Regions from separate parts of the Mus musculus genome. Here regions 2 and 3 are each linked to region 1. Evidence: chromatin contacts called from public HiChIP or PLAC-seq and promoter capture Hi-C data. All regions are on one chromosome and are shown on one strand. Each heading gives the region's core, a stretch centred on a gene start, on an enhancer-like site or on the middle of the called end of the contact. The rest is flanking DNA. Distances are from core to core; before and after follow the strand shown. Region 1 holds the start of Slf2 (SMC5-SMC6 complex localization factor 2). Region 2 holds the start of Fgf8 (fibroblast growth factor 8). Region 3 holds the start of Scd4 (stearoyl-coenzyme A desaturase 4).

The links. Promoter capture Hi-C pulls out the DNA fragments that hold promoters and counts their contacts. HiChIP or PLAC-seq counts read pairs in DNA pulled down with a chosen protein or histone mark.
Region 2: a contact with region 1 is called in an H3K4me3 HiChIP or PLAC-seq map of bone marrow-derived macrophages, with 3 times the contacts expected there. The contact joins the promoter of Fgf8 here to the promoter of Slf2 in region 1. A contact is called at or near these places in 5 of 39 promoter capture datasets (cranial neural crest, hippocampal neurons, liver and 2 more), 2 of 484 Hi-C or Micro-C datasets (ECoMG myeloid progenitors and erythroblasts), 2 of 115 datasets of contacts at active chromatin or transcription factors (bone marrow-derived macrophages and pancreatic cancer cells) and 1 of 9 other capture datasets (pancreatic islet).
Region 3: a promoter capture Hi-C map of embryonic stem cells shows a contact between it and region 1, with 2.5 times the contacts expected there. The contact joins the promoter of Scd4 here to the promoter of Slf2 in region 1. A contact is called at or near these places in 2 of 39 promoter capture datasets (embryonic stem cells and second pharyngeal arch cranial neural crest) and 1 of 115 datasets of contacts at active chromatin or transcription factors (pancreatic cancer cells).

Annotation. Positions count from the first base shown.
Region 1 is chr19:44,929,428-44,932,588 of GRCm38.p6, reverse strand. It overlaps Slf2 (SMC5-SMC6 complex localization factor 2), which reads right to left and starts at 1,470. Exons shown (of 20, transcript NM_001081225.2): 1 at 1,139-1,470. The coding sequence starts at 1,278.
Region 2 is chr19:45,741,139-45,744,299 of GRCm38.p6, reverse strand. Fgf8 (fibroblast growth factor 8) reads left to right here and starts at 1,416. Exons shown (of 6, transcript NM_001166361.1): 1 at 1,416-1,647; 2 at 1,748-1,784; 3 at 2,303-2,389; 4 at 2,621-2,801. The coding sequence starts at 1,616. RefSeq lists enhancers at 3,071-3,161, 2,649-3,161.
Region 3 is chr19:44,331,761-44,334,921 of GRCm38.p6, reverse strand. Scd4 (stearoyl-coenzyme A desaturase 4) reads right to left here and starts at 1,596. Exons shown (of 6, transcript NM_183216.3): 1 at 1,407-1,596; 2 at 661-928. The coding sequence starts at 1,430.

The DNA.
Region 1 (3,161 bases), core at 221-2,720:
CCTGAATGGAAAAATGACTTTTGGTAAACCATGAAACTATAAACGAACTCTGTAGAGGTAAAATAATTGTTTCCTAAGTTCAAGCACACAGAAATATCCATTACTTATGTATAACTGGTTAAAAAAAATTATGACAGTTTTACAAGCCTTTAATCTGAAAGTGCTGGAACCAAACGTGTTAGAATTCTCAATTTATTGGATTTTGGAGGGGAAATAACTTGAATGTATTATGTGCAGCCCCCAGCAGGATCTGGCGCTGCAACCTGTAGCCAAAATATTACTATTTCTCCAGCAAAGCTTATCAACACTCACACTCAGTACCACCCACAAACCTTATATTAGCTCTGATCAACCTGGCTTGGCTGCCAAGGCGGCTGTGGTAGGAAGCAATGAAAATAGTTGTTTTTCACAGCCTTCTGTCCTTCAGAATTAAGATAAAGGATTGTGAATCTGTGCTACAATATTAAAGCATAAACTTAAAACGTCTGTTACCAATTCTTAAAAAAAAAAAAAAAAAGACAGTACCAAGTTCGTAGATAATTTGAATGTTTTATTGTCAGAGGATGTCATATGATGAAATTCTCCATCATTACATAGCTCCCAGAAAATCCTTACCATATAAAAAAAGAAAGGAAGAAAAAGGAAATAGAAAAAGAAAGGTCTGTTGGTGAGGGAGAAAGTCACTCAAAGAGAAAACAGGCGCATTCCAAAAATGTTTTTAGTATGAATGGTCGTGTACACTGTACTATTAAGTAATTCGTGGGTTTTCCTTATCACATCTTACATAATTAAACTCAAGAAACCACCAGGATCAGAACGATCTAAATAGAGGCTTCGAGAAGGGAGGGCCCCAGGGCAAGCGCTCGAAAAGGAGAAAAACAACCTTCTACCTAAAGCGGGCTCTCCGCAGCCATCTAGGCTGGTGGTCACTAGACCAAAAGCAACACCTCAACTACAGAAAAGGAGACTTCAACTCCCAGAAGCCCCCGCGCGGAGGCGGGGCGAGGGCTTGCAGGCCCCAGAACATCAAGGCCTGAGCTCGCTGAGGATGGCGGGAACTGAAGAGCAGCCGTCCGTAGTCCTCCCCTATACCCGTGCCCCCGCGACCCGGCCCCTTCTCAAGCCCTCTGCACTGTACCTGTCCCCAGGACTCTCTGTTCTTTTTCCCGCTGCAGCAGGGGCGGTACTACCGGGTCTCAGATGGCAGCGCGGGGGCGACGACCCCGGGGCTGGGGATGAGGGGAAACCTGGCCTAGCGGGCATGCAGCGCCTTGTCATGTCGGCGCCGCTGGCGACGGCGGCATGAGCTGTGGCTGGAGAAGCTGGGTGCGTGGTTGCCGTCTTGCTGCTGGGACTCGGGGAGGCTGTCGGTGCAGAGGTGGGCGGCACCCCCTACTCTCTTCATGGCGGTTCTCTCTTCGGAAGTGACTCCGGTGTGAGCGGGAAGGAACCTGAGGACCATCAGGGGGCGGGCCTTTCTTGAGGTGCCGCGTCGCGATTGGCTGACCTGAGGGTCACTCTGGTGGTAGCGCAATAGAAAGCCTCCGCCTGCCGGGAGAGGGCGGGTTTTTTGGAAGGGGGAGGGGAGATTGAAAACTGCCCTCCCCGGGCCCGTCACGTGCGCCTGGGGCGCGCGCCTCCTCGTCGGGGCCGCGGCGGCCTTGGCCGGTGCGTGGGAGTGGGAAAGAAGAGGCAGTGGCGGGTGTTACGACAGCTGGCGACAGCCGCCTGATCGAGGGCTAGGGGTGAGATTTGCAGAAGTAAAACCGAGCCTGCAGCTGTCTGTAGTGAAGATGGCCAACATTTGTGACGATTGTGCTACAGCTGCCCTAATATTTCATAGTCACTTTGGCATCTTAGGCCAAAATGCTGTCACCATTTCCTTTCTGTTCCTTCTCTTATAATGTGATTTGACCGTTCTGTGAGGGATCTTCTATACTGTGATATAGTTGTTCCGTTTTTTTGTTTTGTTTTGTTTTGTTTTGTAAGGGAGGGGGCGGGGGAGCACTCAGTCATTGAATTAGACATTTTTATTCTGTCAAAGCGTTTTGTCTCTAATGGGTTTCCCCATGAAGTCGCAGCACATAGACTTCTTTTCCTTATCAGTAAAGGACTTGTGCTTTGAAGAGGCTGTTAGGTTGGATTTCTTTAAGTTTTTATTTATGTATATGGTGCTCAATTTGCATGTATGCCTGAATGACAATAGAGCATGAGGTTGTGAGCCACCTTAGGGTTGGTGGAATTGAACTCAGGACCTCTGGAAGTAGCAACTAGTACTCTTAACCACTGAGCTATCTCTCCAGCTGGGTTTTTTTGCAGACCGAGGAACTGGTCAGAGTAATTTAAAACTTCACTTCCCATGTGTATAGAATGGGTATAGTTACTCACTTCTCTGGGTAATTTCCCTTGTCCCCCCCACTTCCCCCCCCCCCCCCCACACACACAGGGTTTCTCTGTATAGCCCTGGCTGTCCTGGAACTGACTGTAGACCAGGCTGGCCTTGAACTCAGAAAAATGGCCGGTCTCTGCCTCCCAAATGCTGGGATTAAAGGCGTGGGCCACCACTGCCCATCTTCTCTGGGTAATTTTAAGTAATAAAACCCAGCAATGTAAACAGGTTTAGATTCTCTCGTGTAATTGGTACAAATACAAGATTCTCTTTCCTTTGGGCTTCAGATTTCCTGCAGTACCCGGCCAGTTTTTTTTTTTTTTTTAGGGAAGGCTTGTAATCCTATTGTAATCCTAGTACTTGGGAGACGGAGGTGGAGGGTCAAGAGAGAAGGCCGCGGCTGTGCTGATAGTTCATGGTATAAAGGAACTTGCTTTCATGACCCAGGACCACATGGCAGAAGGAGAGAACTGATTCAGTGCGGTGAGCTATCCTATGACGTCTGTCAGCGTATACACACACGAAATGAATGCAATAAAAGATATCTTTTTAAAGAGAGAAAGAAATAGACATTGAGTCCAGCCTTGACTATGTAGCAAGATCCTGTCTCAAAGGAACTAAAAAAAAAAAAAAAGAAAAGAAAACAAATCCTATCAATCTCAAAAATGTCCAGGCTCTAACTGAGAGGAATGTTCCCTCACTTGGCTGGAGCAAATTCCTAAATGACACACACAAAAAAATTGAACAGGTCTTCCAAATTTATTGTACTGAG
Region 2 (3,161 bases), core at 167-2,666, 810 kb before region 1:
GAGGGCTGAGACTGTCTCCTTGGAACCAGTTCTTCTCTATATTGCTCAGCACTTGAAGGGCTGAGATGGACTCCCCTAACCATATATATATATATATATATATATATATATATATATATATATATTACTCCGTGTTTGCATTTGCAAGATGGGATGCATAAAAGGGGGGCGGCAGGCCGAACCGGATGGGGACTGACAAGGGCCTGCTTGCCTCTCTTTAGCCTACAAAGACTTTCTGGGGCCACCGCAAACCCCTAGTTCTACCCCGGAGGCACAGAGGATCAGTAGAGGGGAGGCTGTGGATGAAGGCAGAGCTGGGTGGTACATCCACGGAGCCACCTGGTCTTCAAAAATACCTGGCCTGGGAAATCTCTGTGCCTGCGGTAACAAAATAGTGGCTCAGGGTTCCCAGAAACCCTATGGAGAAAGCAATGGGGCGACGGGCTTGAAAAGGCTTACAGAAGTCTCTACCTTCTCACCAGCACCTCCCTCTTCCAAGTGACACAAGACACCAGGTACCTGCTCAAGGAAAACCTGGAACTCAGAAGGGGAAAGGCTAGGCAGCTTGGGTCCGTGTCCTGAATGTTGCTGAACGTAGTTATTTTTGCCCCTGCTAATTGCTCAGAAGCAGTGGCTGTGGGTCCTTCAGAGACCCCTGAGCTCTTACCACATAGACGCTTCAAGGTTTTTCTTAAGCTTTATAGACTAGTGCAGTTGGATGGACAGGAGCAAGGCTGAAGGTGATAATGGGGTGGCAAGGGGCATTTCTCCCTCCCAGAGCCTCTTTGGAGACTGTGAGACAGAAAACCAGCGGGGTTGGGTTTTTAGAAAGGTGAAGGCACCGGGTTCCAGTGGCGCCCAAGGGGACGCTCAGCACCGGGGCCCAGTTCACTGTTAGCTGCAGGCTCCCAAGAGGGGCGCGTGCGACCGCAGCACACATTAGGCGACCCAGAGACCTTCTAGGAGGCCAGAGATAAGCAGACCCGACCCTAAGCAGATCAACAGTCCTGCAGGACTCAAGTGTACGGGACCCCACTAAACATGTTGTCCCAGACGCCCCCCAATCCCTGGACGATCCCGCCCCCGGAACGCTGGAAGAGACAGGCAAGGGTAGTGGGAGGCGCCCACACCAGCCGCCCCCGCCCCTCCCGCGGGTCCCTAGACCCCTCCCCTGGGCCAGACCCCCCAATCCCTGCTCTGCCCGCCGCCCCGCCCCCGGCCGCCCCGCCCCCGCCCCGGGCGGCGACCCGGCCCCAGCGCCCAGCCGGGGGTGCGGGCTCCGGCCGCCCGCCCCGCGCTCCCCCCTCGCGGCCGGTGCGGCGCCCCCCGCCCCTGCCCTCCCCCTCCCTTCCCACCTCCCCACCCACCCCACAGGCCCGTTACCCTCCCGCCTGCTCGGGCTCCTGAGCAGCCAGCGGCCACCGGCTCCAGCAGCGGCTCAGAGGGGTTCGGCGCGCGCGGCGAGCACGACATTCCACGAGCCGCGTCGGGATAGCCGCTGGCCTCCCGCACCCCGACCTCCCTCAGCCTCCGCACCTTCGGCTTGTCCCCCCGCGGCCTCCAGTGGGACGGCGTGACCCCGCTCGGGCTCTCAGTGCTCCCGGGGCCGCGCGCCATGGGCAGCCCCCGCTCCGCGCTGAGCTGCCTGTGAGTACCGCGGTCGCCCCCGCGTCCCCGTCGGCCAGCGCCCGCCGAGCCCTCTCCGCTCACCCCGCGCCTCTTTCCTGCCCGCTTTTGTCTCCCACAGGCTGTTGCACTTGCTGGTTCTCTGCCTCCAAGCCCAGGTAAGGAGCGCTGCGCAGAAGCGGGGGCCGGGCGCGGGGAACCCAGCTGACACTCTCGGGCAGGGACACGAGGACCGACCCTTCGGCCAGCGCAGCAGGGCTGGAAAGAACTTTACAAATCCAGCCCCAAACTACCCCGAGGAGGGATCTAAGGAACAGAGAGACAGTGTCCTGCCTAAAGTCACACAGCGAGTGAGTGGAGAGACTAGAACCCAAGGGTCTTGAGCCCAGCGACTGGCCAGTTCGGGTGGATGGGAAGGCTACCTGTAGCCACACCTGGCCTCCTAGGAAGGCGGGAGCTGGAGTCAGCGGGTGTTCCTTGTCAAGGGTAGTTGGGATGTAGTTGCAGCGAATATCCTCGCCGCTGCTCTCTGGGGAGACCTGTGGCCGGTTTGGGCCAACGATCGTGTTAACCTAGGCCCTTTGCATTCTCAACATTTGCTCCGTAAATTTGTCTTTATAAATGTCACGGGTCGGGTAGCGTTGCCTCGCTACTTAAAAGCACCCTGCTCCTCTAGGAAGGCCCGGGCGGGGGGCCTGCGCTGGGCAGGGAGCCCACTTCCCTGCTCCGAGCTGGCCGGGAGCCCCAGGGTGTTTCCCAACAGGTGGGTCCAGACTCCCTCATTCCCGGGTTCATCCATCCATCCTGGGCTGGGTCTGCGCGACTTCCCCGAGGGGGTTGGTGGCCTGAGCCGGCATGTTGTGGGGATGCCCCCAGTCCCCGCTGGCTGCCTGGCGCGGCGGGAGGCGGGTACAAGGGCAATGGGGACCAACTCGGGGCCCCTGGGCGGAGTAGCGTTATAATGGCGTGCTGTGTATTTTTCAATTTCCTAAAGGTAACTGTTCAGTCCTCACCTAATTTTACACAGCATGTGAGGGAGCAGAGCCTGGTGACGGATCAGCTCAGCCGCCGCCTCATCCGGACCTACCAGCTCTACAGCCGCACCAGCGGGAAGCACGTGCAGGTCCTGGCCAACAAGCGCATCAACGCCATGGCAGAAGACGGAGACCCCTTCGGTAAGGTGCATTCCCGGACCCTGGAGAGGAGAGGTAGCTTGGACCTCGCCGCCCCTTGCCAGCCCCAGCTGCATCAGCCAGAAAGGCCTGCGGGCTCTCCACCTGAGAAGGGAAGGAGTTAAGACGAAAAGGTGCCTTGGGGTCAGCTGGAGAGAATAGTGGGGAAGGGACCCTGGGGAGGACGAGGCCAACAGGTGCCCTCTCTTCCCTGCTCCGCAAATGAATGAATCCAGGAGTCTCCCTTACAATCTTCACACACCTCTACCCGGCTGCAGGTGGAGGCAGAGGGTTCAGAGGAGAGGCCCAAATTTAAGGGGAGTTCTTGAAAGAGGATATGTCGCCAGGGCCCACAAAAGGAGA
Region 3 (3,161 bases), core at 347-2,846, 600 kb after region 1:
CAGGGAATGAATGGAATGTCACCCAATTCTGAAACCCCCCTCCCCCTCTATTTTTGTCATTTTAAGAACATCTTGCTAACTGACAGGACGGACCTGGAGCAGCAGAACTCTACACCAGTGTACTTGGACCGTGTGGGAACCTGCCTCATCTTTCTCTGGGGCAAACAAGCCTGTCCTGGTCAGAATCACATACAAATATTTTTTGTTGGTAATCCCATTTTATTCCTTCTTCTCCAGCGATCCCCTCTGGATAGTCTTACTTTACTCTGTCTCCCGACTAAGCAAATACCCCCTCATTAAGCCCCCATGCCTCTCAGCAAGGGCTCTAGTTTTCCTGTGGCAGGCAATGCTAAGTCAGAAAGCTTTTTGGACGGAAAAGCTCTTTAGGAGACTGTCAATCCTTTGTCATACAGTTATCCCTCCACCTTTTATAGACTTTAGCATCCAAGCTAAAGAACCCCCCAGATCTGACACTCTTGTACCCCAATCCCACGAGGCTCTGTTCCCCGTCTAGTTATCAGTATCTCAGAAAGTGGAGAGAAAACTTGAAAAATCTGGACAGAGAGCGGCTACTTTTCAGAATCAGAGTCTACCTTATTAAAGAGTTGGGGGCGGGGGAGACATGGGGTGCTGGCCCAGGGCGGAGGGTTTGGAGATTACCCAAGAGCCAGGTGTAGACCTTGCAGGAGGGAACCAGTGTGATCCCGTACAGGGCTCCCACGTGCAGCAGGGCCATGAAGATGATGTTCCTCCAGACGTACTCCAGCTTGGGCGGGGGTCCCTCCTCATCCTGGTAGCTGGGGTCATACAGATCATCTTTTATTTCAGGCCGGATATCTTCTGCCTGGAGGGGCATCTTCTCTTCTCCATCCTGCTGTCTCCGGGAGTGGGGTTCCATGATGTTGGTAGTGCTACACCTGCTGGAGATCTTCAACGGGAGGAAGTGAAAGTCAAAAGCAGATACATAGGACAGCAAGGGGGGGGTCCTCCTGTAATACAGCCAAGGCAGTAGAGGCAGAAACCCCAGTGCCCTGATCATAGGAAGACAGAGTACAGATGTGCTAGATGAAGCAGAGAAAACTTCCCAGAAACTACCTAGAATGTGTTGACAATCAAACCTCACAGTGAAGGGGCAGGGACGGGGATCAAACATTCATACCTCAAGCAACATACAAAGGAAAATGCATGTGCATGCAGAAAGGTATTGGCTGGACGGGAGCTTTCTTTCCTTTAAAGTCAACTGGCAACATGACTGCCACATCCCTCACTTGAAGGTCATACAAATCTAATAAGATATCTGAGATGTCTCTGTAGCTCTCAGCTCTGGCCTCTCTCCAGTCAGCACAGTCCCACCTGGTACCAAAGATCCTGTGCTAGAGGGAGGGGGTCATTGATGAAAAGCTGACCTCTTGTGGCAAGTGGGCCGTCATCTTGCTCCTTGGAAGCCTAGATCCTCTTGTGAAGGCAGAGAGAGCAAGGTCCAGGTCTGCAGCGACTGAGGATCGGTGAAGCGTTGAGTCCAGAGCCCACTGTGCGCTGTGTGTACTGCGTTGATGCCCGGCTAACTGTGCAGGTGTCACCAGTCAGTTCTGCTGTGTGTTGTTGTTTCCAGGCACAGGATTTAAAGGGTATGTAGAGCTGGCACTTGGTGACTGTGTCTGGTATTTGTTCAGATGTGCTTCATGACTGCCAACAAGGGATAAAGAATTCAGAGCTGGCTAGTCAAGGCAGCCCCATGAGGAGATAAAGACTGAAGGCGAGAGAGGGGAGGACAGCCAGCAAAGCCCACATTCACCTAAGGCAAGGCTATGGGATGCTGCACACACTAAGAGAGAGCCACCTTTGTCCCCATTCCTAGACAGATGGAGTATTCTCAGCACTCTGGCAAGCTCTGAGCAGAGGAATTTGTTACTCTCTTGTCTTCCTGGCTCTGGCATCCAGAAATCTGCTATCTCGCTGGCAGACAGCCCTCTGTGCCAACCTCCTCGGTTTCATCTCTGTGGACCCTGGGTCTCTGCCAGCATCATGACTGGAGGAATCTGGGGTCCAGTTCTCAAGCTTCATAGAGGGTAGAAAATGTCCACAAAGTGGGAAAAGAGTGAATCTGGGGGGTGAGAGTCAAGTTCAAGCCCAGGACTAACACAGGTGCTTGGCAAATGTGTCACACTGGGGCAGTTGCACAGTGGGGACAGCTCATCAGTGTCCACCACAATTCCACCTTCTCTTTCCACTCATCAGGTGTGGTGGGGGTAAGGGGGGGTGGACTGGCCTCCACCCCCAGATCTCGAGACAAGAGCAGGTGCATAGCCCGCCTTCTTACTTAGCATCTCAAGCCAGTGGCGGCTCTTCCCCACCCACCTGCCCAGGATGTTCAGCAGAATCGCAGAATGCTCTGACCAGCTCACACACACAGTCACACGCACAGGGCTGAGTGTCTGAGCCCACGCTCAGTCATAGGACTCGTTTCACAGGGGATAACCACCTCCAGACATTAGCATTTAATTACTTCCCTATGTTCCTGCCCCCGGAACATCTGCTGCAGGCAGGGAGGTCTGAAGATTCTCCCATCAGGTTGGGAATTGGGAGTCTTCTATAAGGAAAAAGTGGGAACCTCAGACAGGCGTTTACAGGCAGCAGAGGTGCAAAGGTTTGCCTGTGAAATAAGAAGACTGAGCTGGTATGGAATGACTTTAAAAAAAAAAAAAAAAAGCTAATACTAACTTTTTAAAAAGTCTCCCCGTGACCCATGACCTGTGGTTTTTAAGGAGAAGGAAGTTGAGATATAGAGAGCTCAGATAATTTGTCTGTGGTCCCAGGAGCCAGTGACTCACAGAGCTAGAAACTGATCATAGTAGGCAAGATGCCAGAGCCCAGGCTCAAACCCTGCTCGGAAAGCGATGCTGGCCTAGAGTCCCAAGACAAAATGACTTCACAGGCCGTCTTCAGTAGATTCACAGCAGGATGAGGAAGCTCAAACTGCAGGGATTTGCATTCACTAGGGTCTCCTGAGATAGACATCTCCCCTGTACACTTCCCCCCCACACACACACAAAGGAGACTATATGAGGGCAAGCATGACCAACTTGTCCCTCTGTGAAAGCTTCCTTGGCCTCTCCATCCTCTTCCCCTCTTATCAAACAGCGAGGGACCCCACAGTCCTT